Linked DNA regions of Mus musculus: region 1 is linked to region 2. Evidence: chromatin contacts called from public Hi-C data. All regions are on one chromosome and are shown on one strand. The core of a region is the stretch at or near the end of the contact, and the rest is flanking DNA. Distances in the headings are between cores, read along the strand shown. Region 1 overlaps L3mbtl3 (L3MBTL3 histone methyl-lysine binding protein). Region 2 overlaps Epb41l2 (erythrocyte membrane protein band 4.1 like 2).

The links. Hi-C and Micro-C count contacts between places; a contact is called where the count stands out from the background.
Region 1: a contact with region 2 is called in a Hi-C map of CD4 T cells, with 4 times the contacts expected there. The contact joins two enhancer-like sites. A contact is called at or near these places in 1 of 484 Hi-C or Micro-C datasets (CD4 T cells) and 1 of 115 datasets of contacts at active chromatin or transcription factors (embryonic stem cells).

What each region holds. Positions count from the first base shown.
Region 1 is chr10:26,349,774-26,356,476 of GRCm38.p6, forward strand. L3mbtl3 (L3MBTL3 histone methyl-lysine binding protein) reads right to left here. Exons shown (of 22, transcript NM_001359254.1): 2 at 2,486-2,602. The coding sequence starts at 2,587. Among named protein-coding and RNA genes, the nearest start is that of L3mbtl3, 21 kb to the right of the region's middle. Within about 2 kb of position 1,583, at least 12 of the 459 cell types and tissues checked have an H3K27ac peak or open chromatin away from gene starts, as enhancers often do.
Region 2 is chr10:25,455,262-25,461,411 of GRCm38.p6, forward strand. It overlaps Epb41l2 (erythrocyte membrane protein band 4.1 like 2), which reads left to right. Exons shown (of 20, transcript NM_001199265.1): 4 at 5,531-5,635. Among named protein-coding and RNA genes, the nearest start is that of Smlr1, 78 kb to the right of the region's middle. Within about 2 kb of position 2,025, at least 61 of the 459 cell types and tissues checked have an H3K27ac peak or open chromatin away from gene starts, as enhancers often do.

The sequences.
Region 1 (6,703 bases), core at 333-2,832, 890 kb after region 2:
ATAATTACATGAGTGTAAAAGTCATATCTAACAAGCCTGATACTAAAACCCTAAATGACTTAATTGCCTGATTATCTTAATAAAAATAATAGGTTAATTTCTAAAATCCATTGCTTAGAAAACTTAAAAAGCAATCCAGATTTCTTAGGGATGGGAACTCCCCTTTTGCCAAAGGCTAACTAAAACAAAGTTATAAATTTCATCGTGTACCTGACATATAAAACATATCATGTATGAAAATGCAGGAGAGTAATTTTCATAATATAGTCAGAGAATGCGCAACTTGTATCAGTTTGCAGTCTTTCACCATCACCGCTGTCTCACACCTGTGAGTTTATGGATTCTGTCGACTCCCATTTTTTCAGATAAAGCTTACAACATGTAAGGGTTTTAGAGACTCTTCCATAGGTTTTACTTTATTGTTAATTGTGTCTATGTGGCAAGGATGGAGGGAGGGGCTGTGAGTATAATTACCCTTAGAGTTCATAAAGATCCCCTGGCACTGGCTTTACAGGGAAATGTGAGCTGTCCAGTCAAACCAGAGTCAGGTCCTACCAAAGCAGAACATGCTCTTAACTGCTGAGCTACCTCTGCAGTCCCTGACGTTAGGCAACTGGACAAAGGTCACATGCTAACATATGGCTGACATGATTGGAGCTTGAAAAATAGCTTTTTTTTTTTCTATTTAAATGCTATCAGCTTTCTTTGCCCACCACAAGTCACACAGGTGGCACCTGCAGAATGTCAGAACAGCTTGAGTCCCATTTGTTCTTGTATTTACTTCCTTTACTGCAGAGCTGTCATGACCCAGAAGAATTAACTAAGTCTATAACTTCTCATCACACAAAACCAAAACTGGAAACATCTTCTTTTTAATGATTTTGAGTGGATACAAAGTGTGTGTGCATACTTATGAGTGCCATATGCTATTCCCATATACATACACAATATGTAATGTTCAGATGGGGGAATTAGCATTCCTACCTCCTCAAACATTTCTATTTCTACATAATAAAAACCTTTGAAATCTTCTTTCTTAGTTATTTTACAGTAGATCATATATTACTTTAGACTCCTGTTACCCTATGGTATAAAGGACTGCCAGAATTTAATAGTTCTAACTATATGTTGGTACTCTTTTAAAAATAGCTTCTCCAGATTTCCCTAACCCTCACTGGAATGGTTTTGTTTCCCTAATCGCATACACTGGCTCTTCGGCTCAATTAAGCCTAAGCCAACCAAAATCTCAAACATTTTTCCAACGGCAGGCAGATGTTTAAATTGTACCCTTGAGGATCAGTGAGGGCAGGGACTGGGCTAAGATATTTGTCAGGCAGCCATCAAAAGGATTAGATTTCAAGAAGCCTAAGTTAGGGGCAAAATTTTCGATTTGAGGCAGCACAGAACAAGTCTTATAGAGACAGGCCAAGTGACAGCCTGTTAGAGATACAGGAAGTTCAAACACCTGAGAGACTGCATACAAACACAAAGTTTAAAAGGCCACAGGCCACAGACAGGTTCAAGGTCCCAAAGACAGGATCAGAGCAAAAATCACACTAGAAATGAGAAGCAGGGGCCGATGGGAGCTTGCACAACTGTGTTCCATGGAGCAGCAGAGATGGCCCTAACGCAGGCTCAGTAGAGCAGGAGACTCACGGTGGGCTAGCACATACACAACGGGGCAGACTGAACGCCATGAAAAGTAGAGATTCACAGTGGGGCTAGCACATATACAGTGAGCAGGCTAGTTGGCAGACTGACCCGTGAAGAGTGGAGACACACAGTAGGTTAGCACATAGACAGTGTGTACACTGAGCCATAAAGGCTGGAGACACATTGTAGGCTAGTATATATACAATGAGCAGACTGACCCATGAAGAGTGGAGACATACAGTGGGCAGACTGGACCCCATGAAGAGTATGCTGGTGAACAAGTGGTTATACAAAATTCTTATTTATAGCATAGTAAATAGTTCTATCGATTCAAAGTTTTCATTTTTTTTTTATCCAGCTTCTATATAAGGACACTAGGACCCAGGGAATGTGGTCCCCCAAAGCCATTACTAAAATATACAAAAAGCTAGACTTTCTAGGTCTGGCACTGCCATATATATTGGCTATCATCATCATAGAACAAAACCAGACGATCCTCCTCAAAGGTCTTGATGGCTTCCTCAGATTAAGAGCATACTGAAACTATTCTTCAGACCCCTAGCCCAAGGGGTAAAACCCGGCAATCCATCAGTATTATAAGGTAGCTTGCAAATTTACTACAGAATACCACATACTGTATGAAGCCAGAACACTCTATTTACTGCTTTGAATTTTTGTTTCATGTATATACGTTGAAGTACATTGTTTCATGTATTTCGTTGTAAAACAAGCTGACTGCAGATACAATAAATAAATAAATAAATGTACTTATTTACACCTTTTATTATATATATACACACACACACACTTGTGTATGATAAAGAAAGCCTACCTTTAAATCACTCCCTGGTAGGGTACCAACGCCATCCTTCCAGTCCATAACACTAAACACATCAAACTCTTGACCACTTGTGCTAGATGCAGATTCAGTCATGATTTATTGTGTAACCTGGAAGAAGGGAGAGAGAGTATAAATACTTCACATGCACACTGATTTAGTTATCATTATCACGTCTGCTTCCTTTACTTTCTTCACTTTCTTGATTCATCCATCTAAAAACAACCGCTCCAAAGCATCGTGAATGGGGCTGAGGATAGAGACCCTGGGAGAGTACTTGCCCAGCAGGTTTCAGGCCCTCCAAACCCTCTATAGATTACATTTCTGTTTTACTTTGTGGTGTTAGAAACTGCAGCTAGCATTAAGAGAAGCACTCACTCTACACGCCACCCCCAGAGCTATACCACTTTTTTCCAGAGCATGAGCATCTCCACCTTTTCATTTAAACAATTAACATTCTGTTTTGCATTAATCAAGTCACCAACAGCATTGCTATTGCAGCTGGGCCAATGTGAAGTAAACGAGGTTTACTTGAAAATAAGCATTGTGAACTTGGACAGTCAATCTGATAACTGAGATGACAGTCACCAAGTACCTAGCAGGCGGGGAGGGGCTTGTGCACACACTACAGGCTCACTAGATCCAAAGTGGACTCACTCCTGAGTAGAGTTGAGTGAAACACTCTGTGACTTCACACGACTCGGGACCACGTCAAAACTCACAGATTGTTTGCTTCTGGACAGTTCCATTTAATATTTTTGAACAGCTGACCTCAAGTAACTGAGTCCTGTCCTAACTATACTCTCAGAAAATGGAATTTTCTGAGATAAAGGAACTACAAAATAAAATGTGGATTTAAAAGACACCATTTTTGAATCTATTATTCTGTATTAGTCTATTGTATTAATCTATATTAACCTACCAATTACATGTCTGACCTACTAGCACAGCAAATGTGAATGTGATTTTTCAGAACGAAATCAAGTTTGTTTGATCCAGCTGAAACACTTACTATGATACTAACAAGGTTCCTAACAGCCAAGACTTTGCCAAGGACATGGACTAGTGACAGGAATGAAAATGAAGTGTTTTAAACTTAATGAAATATGACAACAGTTGGAAGATTTACATAGTTCATTGGAAAAATGTTCTCCAAATGACTAAGGTATAGCGTTACAACAGTAAGCCCGGGAGGGATTGGTTCCAACTCTCAGATGAATAAATTTTAACAGAGGGCGAAACCTCAGTCATCAGGTTTCTAACTGCACACCAACCCACCTTTAGGGTAGACTGCCCCTTGTGGAGTTTTGCTGGGACATCAAAGATTTCCACCATTACTGAAAGAGAAGCAAAATCTCTCTCTCTTTTCCAACCCTGTCTCTACATAAAACCAGACCTTTTTCATATACTTTAGCCAAAACAACAGCCTGGAATAGATGAAAGGCAGGCGAAGTGGTAAGAATCCAGCTATCGCTCTTAAAGTCAGACATTAGAAAGGTTTGCCCAAGTACAAAACTACATCAACTTCTCCCATTTACAACTACTATTATTGTATATTTGCTACCTTTCATAAAAATTGTGTTTATGTATATTATCATACAGCAAGTTATCATCATACAGCACTAGTTTGGCAGGAAGGTGTGAATCTCTGGGTAGCCTGCCATCGCAGGAATCTCTCAGCCTCTCAGCAGGTAGCAGTGTCTTGAGGAACGGCTCCAGAGTGACAGAACAATAGAACCATCTAGGTGGGAAGGCTCTACCTCAGGTGGTCTCATTCTCAGTGGAGCAAGGTCTGAGCCAGTCTGCTCAAGGCTGTGGGAGGCTACAACTTCTCCCGTTTACGACTGCTATTATTGTATATTTGCTACCTTTCATAAAAAATTGTTTATGTATATTATCATACAGTAAGTTTACTATCATTATTTTTAAGTAAGTAATCAATCAGCCTATTTTTAACACAGTAAGTATCAATATGCATAGAATATTAGAAAAAATAACTACTTGGGTTTTCAATAACTAAGATTTGAGACCAAAAAGCCTAAAAGTGGCTGCTGTCCAGAACAATCGTTTGCTTCCCCCATAGAGAAGAAATGGGGGGCGGAGTTCACAACCGGGAGCTGCACATGGAAATTAGATCTAAGCATATTTACAAGAAGACATGGTACCCAGTCACGGGGCACCAACTCGCAAATCACAAATTATTAAGAAAAACATTACTGGACAGAGTATTAGAGGAACACTGCTTTTCTTTTTTAAAGGTGGGATGATAGGCAATAGTAAATATTTTTATTTTATTTATATTTTATGTGCATGCATTGTGTGTGTATCTGTTGAGGCACCTGCATGCCAGAGTGCACATATGGAGGTCAGACATTAACTTGAAGGGACTCAGGTCTCTCCTTTCATCATGTGGGTTTGAGGGTTGACCTCGGGATATCAGATGCAGAGGTATTGAGCCACCTCTGGCCCATTTTGATTTGGTCAAGAGACAGAGTCCTGCAACTATGCCAGCCTCAAACTCATGAGTCTTCTGTCTCTACTTCCGATGTGCTAGGATTACAGGGACATTCCACCAAGCTAGGGAGTATGTGGTTTTTTGCTTTTTGTTTCTAAATGGAAAGCTCTTTTTATATTTTAGTGATTCAGACAAAAATGGATAAGTAAAAAGGCATATGAGAAATTTGTCTTCAACTAATCAGTGGAACTCAAGTGGCCAGATAAAATTAGTGTGCTGGGAACTGTCCAACTGTAGGTCAGATCTTTGGTGAATCATGTATGTTCTTGATCTTACATATTTTCAAGTTGTTTTTGTTTTTTTTTTTTTCTTTAGACAGAATATTGTTGTGTAATATGCTGTTCAAAACTTGGAATGAAGCTTAGGCTGGCCTTGATTTTATCCTCCTGCCTCAGCCTCCCAAATGATGAAATTACATGCTCACACCATGATGCCAGGCTCAAGACTTCGCAAGTTCGTCTTTCAATGTCATGCGCATTCCTAAACAGTCTGTAGAAACTCTGTGCTTCTTTGAATGAGAAACTTTCTTCCTTTGAGAATTTCCAGATGTGCCATTGTTCTTTCTCCCCCTCATTGCTTTAAATAAAATATCAACCAAAAGATATTTCTCAGTGTGTGAAGTGTCCATCACAAGGACCGAATTATACATTACTAAGACTTAATCCTCAGAGCAGGAGAGGTCAGGGGACAATTATGTGAGGGAAATTGAAAATATTAAATGAGTTAAGATTTTGTTTCTACTGCTGTAATAAAACACCATTACCAAAACCAACTCATGGAGGGCAGAGTTTATTTTATCTTACAACTCTCAGGACAGTCATCACTGAGGGAAGTCTCGGCAGGAACTCAAGGCAGGAAACTGAAGCAGAGAGCTCGCAAGACTGCTGCTTCCTAGCCTAGCTTATGCCTCATGGTCTGCTTTCTTATACTATATATTATAGGACCACAGGCCCAGGGGGAATACTGCTCCCAGAGGGCTAGGCCCTCCAACACCAATCATTAATCAAGAAAATGCCCTACTGACAATAAACAAGCCAGGAGAGACTGGTACTTCAGTGGTGAATGAATCCTCGTTCATGAAACGGACTGGATCTCGATGACACTGGCAGTGTTGTAGAAGAGTGGTACTGATAGAACTTGACACCCCTGCTGGGTAAACAGTGAGTAACCAGGGTGTTTGGCCTTCCCCTACCTAAGGCCGGCAGGCAGGCACAAACATCCCAGCACTAGAACCTGCTTGGCACTCTCCAAGAGCTGTGGCAAATGTTCACTGTGGACTTTATGAAATGCGTAAATGTGCTTCTGCTTTAAGACACCAATATTACACAGTGAACTCAGCCTGTAAAGCCCCAGCAAAACTGGTAAACACTGTTCCCATCCACTGCCTTCACGCTCAGGTCCATGGATGTGTCCTCTGAGCCGTTATAGTAAAGGACATTCACTACACTGTCTTTCCTAACATCTCCATCTGAAATCACTGGCTACTTTGTCACAGAAGTCTGAAGAGCTACAACAGATGAAGTGTTTTCCCACCAGCAGCAACACTGTATGGAAAGCTGTTTATTTTATGGCACCCAAGTCTTTCTTGTTTAATTCTTCCCCTGTGCACATGGACACAAACACACAAACACACAGAAGACTTTACTTCTTGTTCCTGCCATGTATGTCAGGAGTCAGAAGGTACCATAGAGCCATAT
Region 2 (6,150 bases), core at 775-3,274:
TTTGAATGTCTTCCTTATCTGGGCCCAAATCCCCGCATTATAATAATAGCCCATGAACTAACTGATGTGTTTATAAAATGATAAAGAGAGAGAGGGGATATATATGTTTTATGGAGGTGTAGTCAGGTATGAGGGAAGGGAAGGGTTTGCCTCAGTGGTCCCATGCTGAGGTACCCCCCTCCCCCAGGGACCAGCCACATTATTCTATAGTATAGAATAGAGTTTATTCAGGGCATGGGGAGGGGAGTTAAGAGGGTAGGGGAGAGAGAGAGAGAGAGGGAGAAGGACAGGGAGAGGGAGAGAGGGAAAGAGACTGGCTATGAGCACATAGAGAGAGACGGAGGAAGGGAATGGGCAGAGAGTGGGGGCAGAAAGGCAAGAGCAAGAGAGGAGGGGGCAAGCAACCCCTTTATAGTGAGTCAGGCACACCTGGCTGTTGCCAGGTAACTGTGAGGTGGAGCTTAGACAAAATGCTAACACTAACTATATACTTTTAAAATATATTTTTCAAAAAATTAAAGTGTAACTATCATTTTCTCACTTCATTTCCTTCCCACAGTGCCTCCCATGTTGTTGTCCTCCAACCTTCCTGTGCCCTTCATATCCACTGACAGCCCCTCTTAAATGCATGTTCTCCTTTTCTTTGATTGCTATTTTGATTGTTATTGGTATATGTGTGGAAGGAATAATTAGTCTTTCCTAAGGATAGGCCCCCTAATTGCTTATCCAGTACCAAGTAGTCAGCCATGTACCTGAAATCATGTCTGTACAAGCAACACATAAATGGAGTTGGACATGCTGACTTACAGGCATATAGATACAAACTGCTAATTTTGATACAAGTTGTAAGCAGATGTCTTTCATTTTGCTTGGTTGGCAAATGCTCATTTGTAATCTTTCCACCTAACAGAATTGTAGTTGTTTATAAGAAAAAACTTAATGGCTGGACATAGTTTTGCATGTCTATAATCTAGCACTCAGGAAACTGAGACAAGAGGATTTCAAATTTGAGGCCAACTGATCTACATTCTAATACCCTAGCACAAACACAGAAGAAACCTGCCTTTCTAGACAGAAGTTTAAGTGTTACACTTACAGAGATCTACCATTAATTTTACAAAAGAAATTCAGAAAAGCAGATGGGAAAACGGGATCGCTTCAACTTCCTGTAATTTCAAAGGAGGTTGAATTCAATAACGGAAACTTTTGAATTATATTTAACACTAATTTATTTTTTACAGCAGCTCAATTCCTCTATAGGACTTCTGTGAATTCATGAAATAGCTCATATATTTTATTAAACATGTTATACACCTAAATGAATTCTCTCTGCTCCATAGGCAGCATTTTACTGTCTATTGAGTTCATTGTCTGTCTTTCCTAGTTGAATAAACATTTCTTGAGACCATTTGTTTTATTCATCATTGTTTCTCCACTGGCTAACATGGGAGCTGACATCTATTGCTGGGCCAGCGTATTTAGCCTTCTAGCCTGGCAAACTCAGCCATGTGTGAATGGGACAGGACCTACCACCATAGTGACTGCCTGTGCAGTGTACGGTGGCTTTCCCAATTCATCTTACGGATCCTGCAGTGTCTCTGAGGAGAAATTCATTCCACCAGGCTTCGTGAGCACCAAAAGTGAGAAGTTGGGCCTCTCAGAAACCTGCGCTCTCTGCCTCCAGAATCACTGCCTCCTCTGAGACTCACATGCGATGTCATGCTCATGATTTCTTGCTTTCTTCTTAGATACAGTTGCTGGTCCTTGGCATTTCTATAGCACTGGAGAGTGGAGATTCCGAGTGGAAGTTTAGAAGCAGCTGTGCATAGTCAGCTTCTCCTTGGCTGCTAAAATATCCATGTTTTGGAGAGGGGGAAACCTAACAGGAAGAACGGCCCGAGCATCAAGACAGTGTTTCAGGTTTTGTGAGATGTGGGCCCAGTCAAAGAGCAGCGCAGAGTAGAAACCCAGCTGTGGTTGCCCTAGATGCTTTGCATCTCCTGTCTCATTCCCTTGATTGTTAGAGCTGAGAGGTGGTTCTTGCTTCTGGGTTACAGGCAGGAGGCTAAGTGGTTTCCTGTTGTCACACTGCCTAGTAACAGAAAAGTTCCTGAGATGCTGAGTGATGTTGAACAGCGGGGTCTGACTGTAGCTCCCGTGTTAGGGTTTGATGTATTGCTCAGCATAGGAACGCCTGACTGTGGGTGGCTCTGTGGATGTGTCCTACTAGTCTTATAGGGTAAAGTGTCCAGTAGAGCTGTGTCTGAGATAGAAACTATTGGAAAGACACGAGTTTACAGAAATTGACTGTAAGCTGGAGTGTATTTTCTCTATGATGTCATCTTAGATGTCTCTTAACTATCCCTATTTTCAAGGACTGTAGCCAGTAGTTACACATTTTAATTCATTTCATGCTTGCCATATACCTTGTATCAAATTCTATTATTCTCATAGCTGTGGAAACTGGTGGTGGAGTAAGGTAAATGTCTTGCCTTCAGTCACTTATTTTATTAAGAGGTAGTGATGTGTTTAGTTTCTGTATACTATAAACATGTAAATAATAGAACCACATGTCTATCTTAGTAACTTAACTATCAACTGCTGACCATTAATCCTCAATGATAGACATAGCACATTGCTTATGGTAATATAATTTGTGTGAACTTCTTTCATTTACTACTGAAATAGTAATCATAGTTTTGAAACATTTAGTAGAAGTACCAGATTCTACTCCAAAAGGTCTGTGTCTGTCTGTCTGTCTGTCTGTCTGTCTATCTCTGTGTGTGTGTATGTATAATTTCTATGTATTGCATGAACAAATAGGTGCATATTTTAACAATGGGGCATCCGCTGAGCCCTCTTTTTCTTGGTCCTGCTCTGATTTCACTGGTAACTAGTTGTGCTGCCTGTAAGCGTGTGGGGAGGAAACGCCTGTCTGACTCAGCTTACAGTTAGGACATTCCAGGGTTCTGCATCTTAACTGGAAATGAGTATGCTTTGTCACTGGATAAATGGCAATCACTTTTTCTATGTCTTCCTGGGGCTTTTAAGTCTCTTTTAAGTTTCCTAAAGAGTGGATATTTTCCAGAAAGTTAGAAATAAAAACGTAATTTAAGTGGAAAAAGCTGGTGTTGTATAAATATCTTGGAATAGCAGCAACAAGGAAATAAAGCCTCAGTGCTGACCAGCATGACTTGTGCGAGGTCACATCAGTCAGGGTCGGGGCGGAGTTCATATGACTTGTGCCAGGTCACATCAGTCAGGGTCAGGGGCGGAGTTCATATGACTTGTGCGAGGTCACGTCAGTCAGGGTCAGGGGCGGAGTTCATATGACTTGTGCGAGGTCACATCAGTCAGGGTCGGGGGCGGAGTTCATATGACTTGTGCGAGGTCACGTCAGTCAGGGTCGGGGGCGGAGTTCATATGACTTGTGCGAGGTCACGTCAGTCAGGGTCGGGGACGGAGTTCATATGACTTGTGCGAGGTCACGTCAGTCAGGGTCGGGGGCGGAGTTCATATGACTTGTGCGAGGTCACGTCAGTCAGGGTCGGGGGCGGAGTTCATATGACTTGTGCGAGGTCACATCAGTCAGGGTCGGGGGCGGAGTTCATATGACTTGTGCGAGGTCACATCAGTCAGGGTCGGGGGCGGAGTTCATATGACTTGTGCGAGGTCACATCAGTCAGGGTCGGGGGCGGAGTTCATATGACTTGTGCGAGGTCACGTCAGTCAGGGTCGGGGGCGGAGTTCATATGACTTGTGCGAGGTCACGTCAGTCAGGGTCGGGGGCGGAGTTCATATGACTTGTGCGAGGTCACGTCAGTCAGGGTCGGGGACGGAGTTCATATGACTTGTGCGAGGTCACGTCAGTCAGGGTCGGGGGCGGAGTTCATATGACTTGTGCGAGGTCACATCAGTCAGGGTCGGGGGCGGAGTTCATATGACTTGTGCGAGGTCACGTCAGGCAGGGTCACAGGGCAGAATTCATATGACTTGTGCAAGGTTACATCAGTCAGGGTCAGGGGGCGGAGTTCATATGACTTGTGAGAGGTCACATCAGTCAGGGTCACAGGGTGGCCTTCATGAGTTGTGATAGGTCAGTCACATCAGATGGTTTTGTAGGGCAGTGTTCTTAAAAAAAAGTGAATCATATTCAGGTTTTGAGGGGAAACTTGAAATACAATGTTTTACTGTTCACATGAGTAGATGAATACTTAGCATTTTGCTTTTTTTTAAATTAGGTATTTTCCTCGTTTACATTTCCAATGCTATCCCAAAAGTCCCCCATACCTACCCCCCCAATCCCCTACCCACCCACTCCCCCTTTTTGACCCTGGCGTTCCCCTGTACTGGGACATATAAAGTTTGCAAGTCCAAAGGGCCTCTCTTTCCAGTGATGGCCGACTAGGCCATCTTTTGATACATATGCAGCTAGAGTCAAGAGCTTCGGGGTACTGGTTAGTTCATATTGTTGTTCCACATATAGGGTTGCAGATCCCTTTAGCTCCTTGGGTACTTTCTCTAGCTTCTCCATTGGGGGTCCTGTGATCCATCCAATAGCTGACTGTGAGCATCCACTTCTGTGTTTGCTAGGCCCCGTCATCTGGGTCCTTTCAGCAAAATCTTGCTAGTGTATGCAATGGTGTCAGCGTTTGGAGGCTGATTATGGGGTGGATCCCTGAGTATGGCAGTCTCTAGATGGTCCATCCTTTCGTCACAGCTCCAAACTTTGTCTCTGTAACTCCTTCCATGGGTGTTTTGTTCCCATTTCTAGGAAGGGGCAAAGTGTCCACACTTTGGTCTTTGTTCTTCTTGAGTTTCTTGTGTTTTGCAAATTGTATCTTATATCTTGTGTATCCTAAGTTTCTGGGCTAATATCCACTTATCAGTGAGTACATATTGTGTGAGTTCCTTTGTGATTGGGTTACCTCACTCAGGATGATGCCCTCCAGGTCCATCCATTTGCCTAAGAATTTCATAAATTCATTCTTTTTAATAGCTGAGTAGTACTCCATTGTGTAAATGTACCACATTTTCTGTATCCATCCCTCTGTTGAGGGGCATCTGGGTTCTTTCCAGCTTCTGGCTATTATAAATAAGGCTGCTATGAACATAGTGGAGCATGTGTCCTTCTTACCGGTTGGGACATCTTCTGGATATATGCCCAGGAGCATTTTGCTTTTTAAATGTCAATGAGAATAGCAGTAAAGCAGAATGCATTTAGTTATGGCTTTTAGAACGATACTTATCATTAGGACATTAGAAAATAAATACTTAACATTAATTTGTAATAAATGACTGATGCTTTTAAAATAATATTTTAAAATTTATTAGTATATAAAATTTTATTATGACTTTTTTCATACAAAATTTGTCTTGTTGTTTTTCTTCTCCCCCATTTTCACCTCGTTTGCTCCTGCCCTAGTCCTCTCTGTCTCCTTTCCTGTCCCATGCCTCTTTCCCACTAAGCTCCTCTTTCTCTTTCTTCATCTCCTTTAGAAAAGTAAAGACTTGCTGTGTTTTTCTACAGAAACGTGCCAAGGGACAAGTGTTGTTTGACCGAGTGTGCGAGCACCTGAACCTCTTGGAGAAGGACTACTTTGGACTTCTATTTCAGGATCATCCTGAGCAGAAAGTAAGCGATTACAACTCTATGTCCTTTATGTGTATTTTTTGTAAACAGTTTAATTTCACAATAAATTTAACTTTCATTTACATGATTATGAAGAGATTTTTGGCAAATATTTAAAAGTGATTATGTGAGAGACTCACTAAAGCTTTTTGGCATTTTGGGTGTGTACAGTGCAGTACATCAGCAGCAGACGGAATGGAATGTTTTCCTGTCTTATTTGAGATTGAAAAACTGATTTTACAATTATGGGAAAGCTTTAGCTCTTGAATTCACAGTGGAATCAACTTCTGTAATAAGTTGTTGAGGGGAAAGCACTTCAAAACATATACATTAAAAGATTCAATAGTGGGAAAATTGATGATGTACCATGAAGAATATCTTTTTAAATAATACTGTCTCAGCCATGCCCTGTTTTTGCCTCATGCTCTAAATACAGCGGCCAAGTGGGCTCCTGTTAGCAACATACAGCTGTGCAGTGACCGGTGTAGTAGTAGTTATTGAATGAGCCTGAACCACAG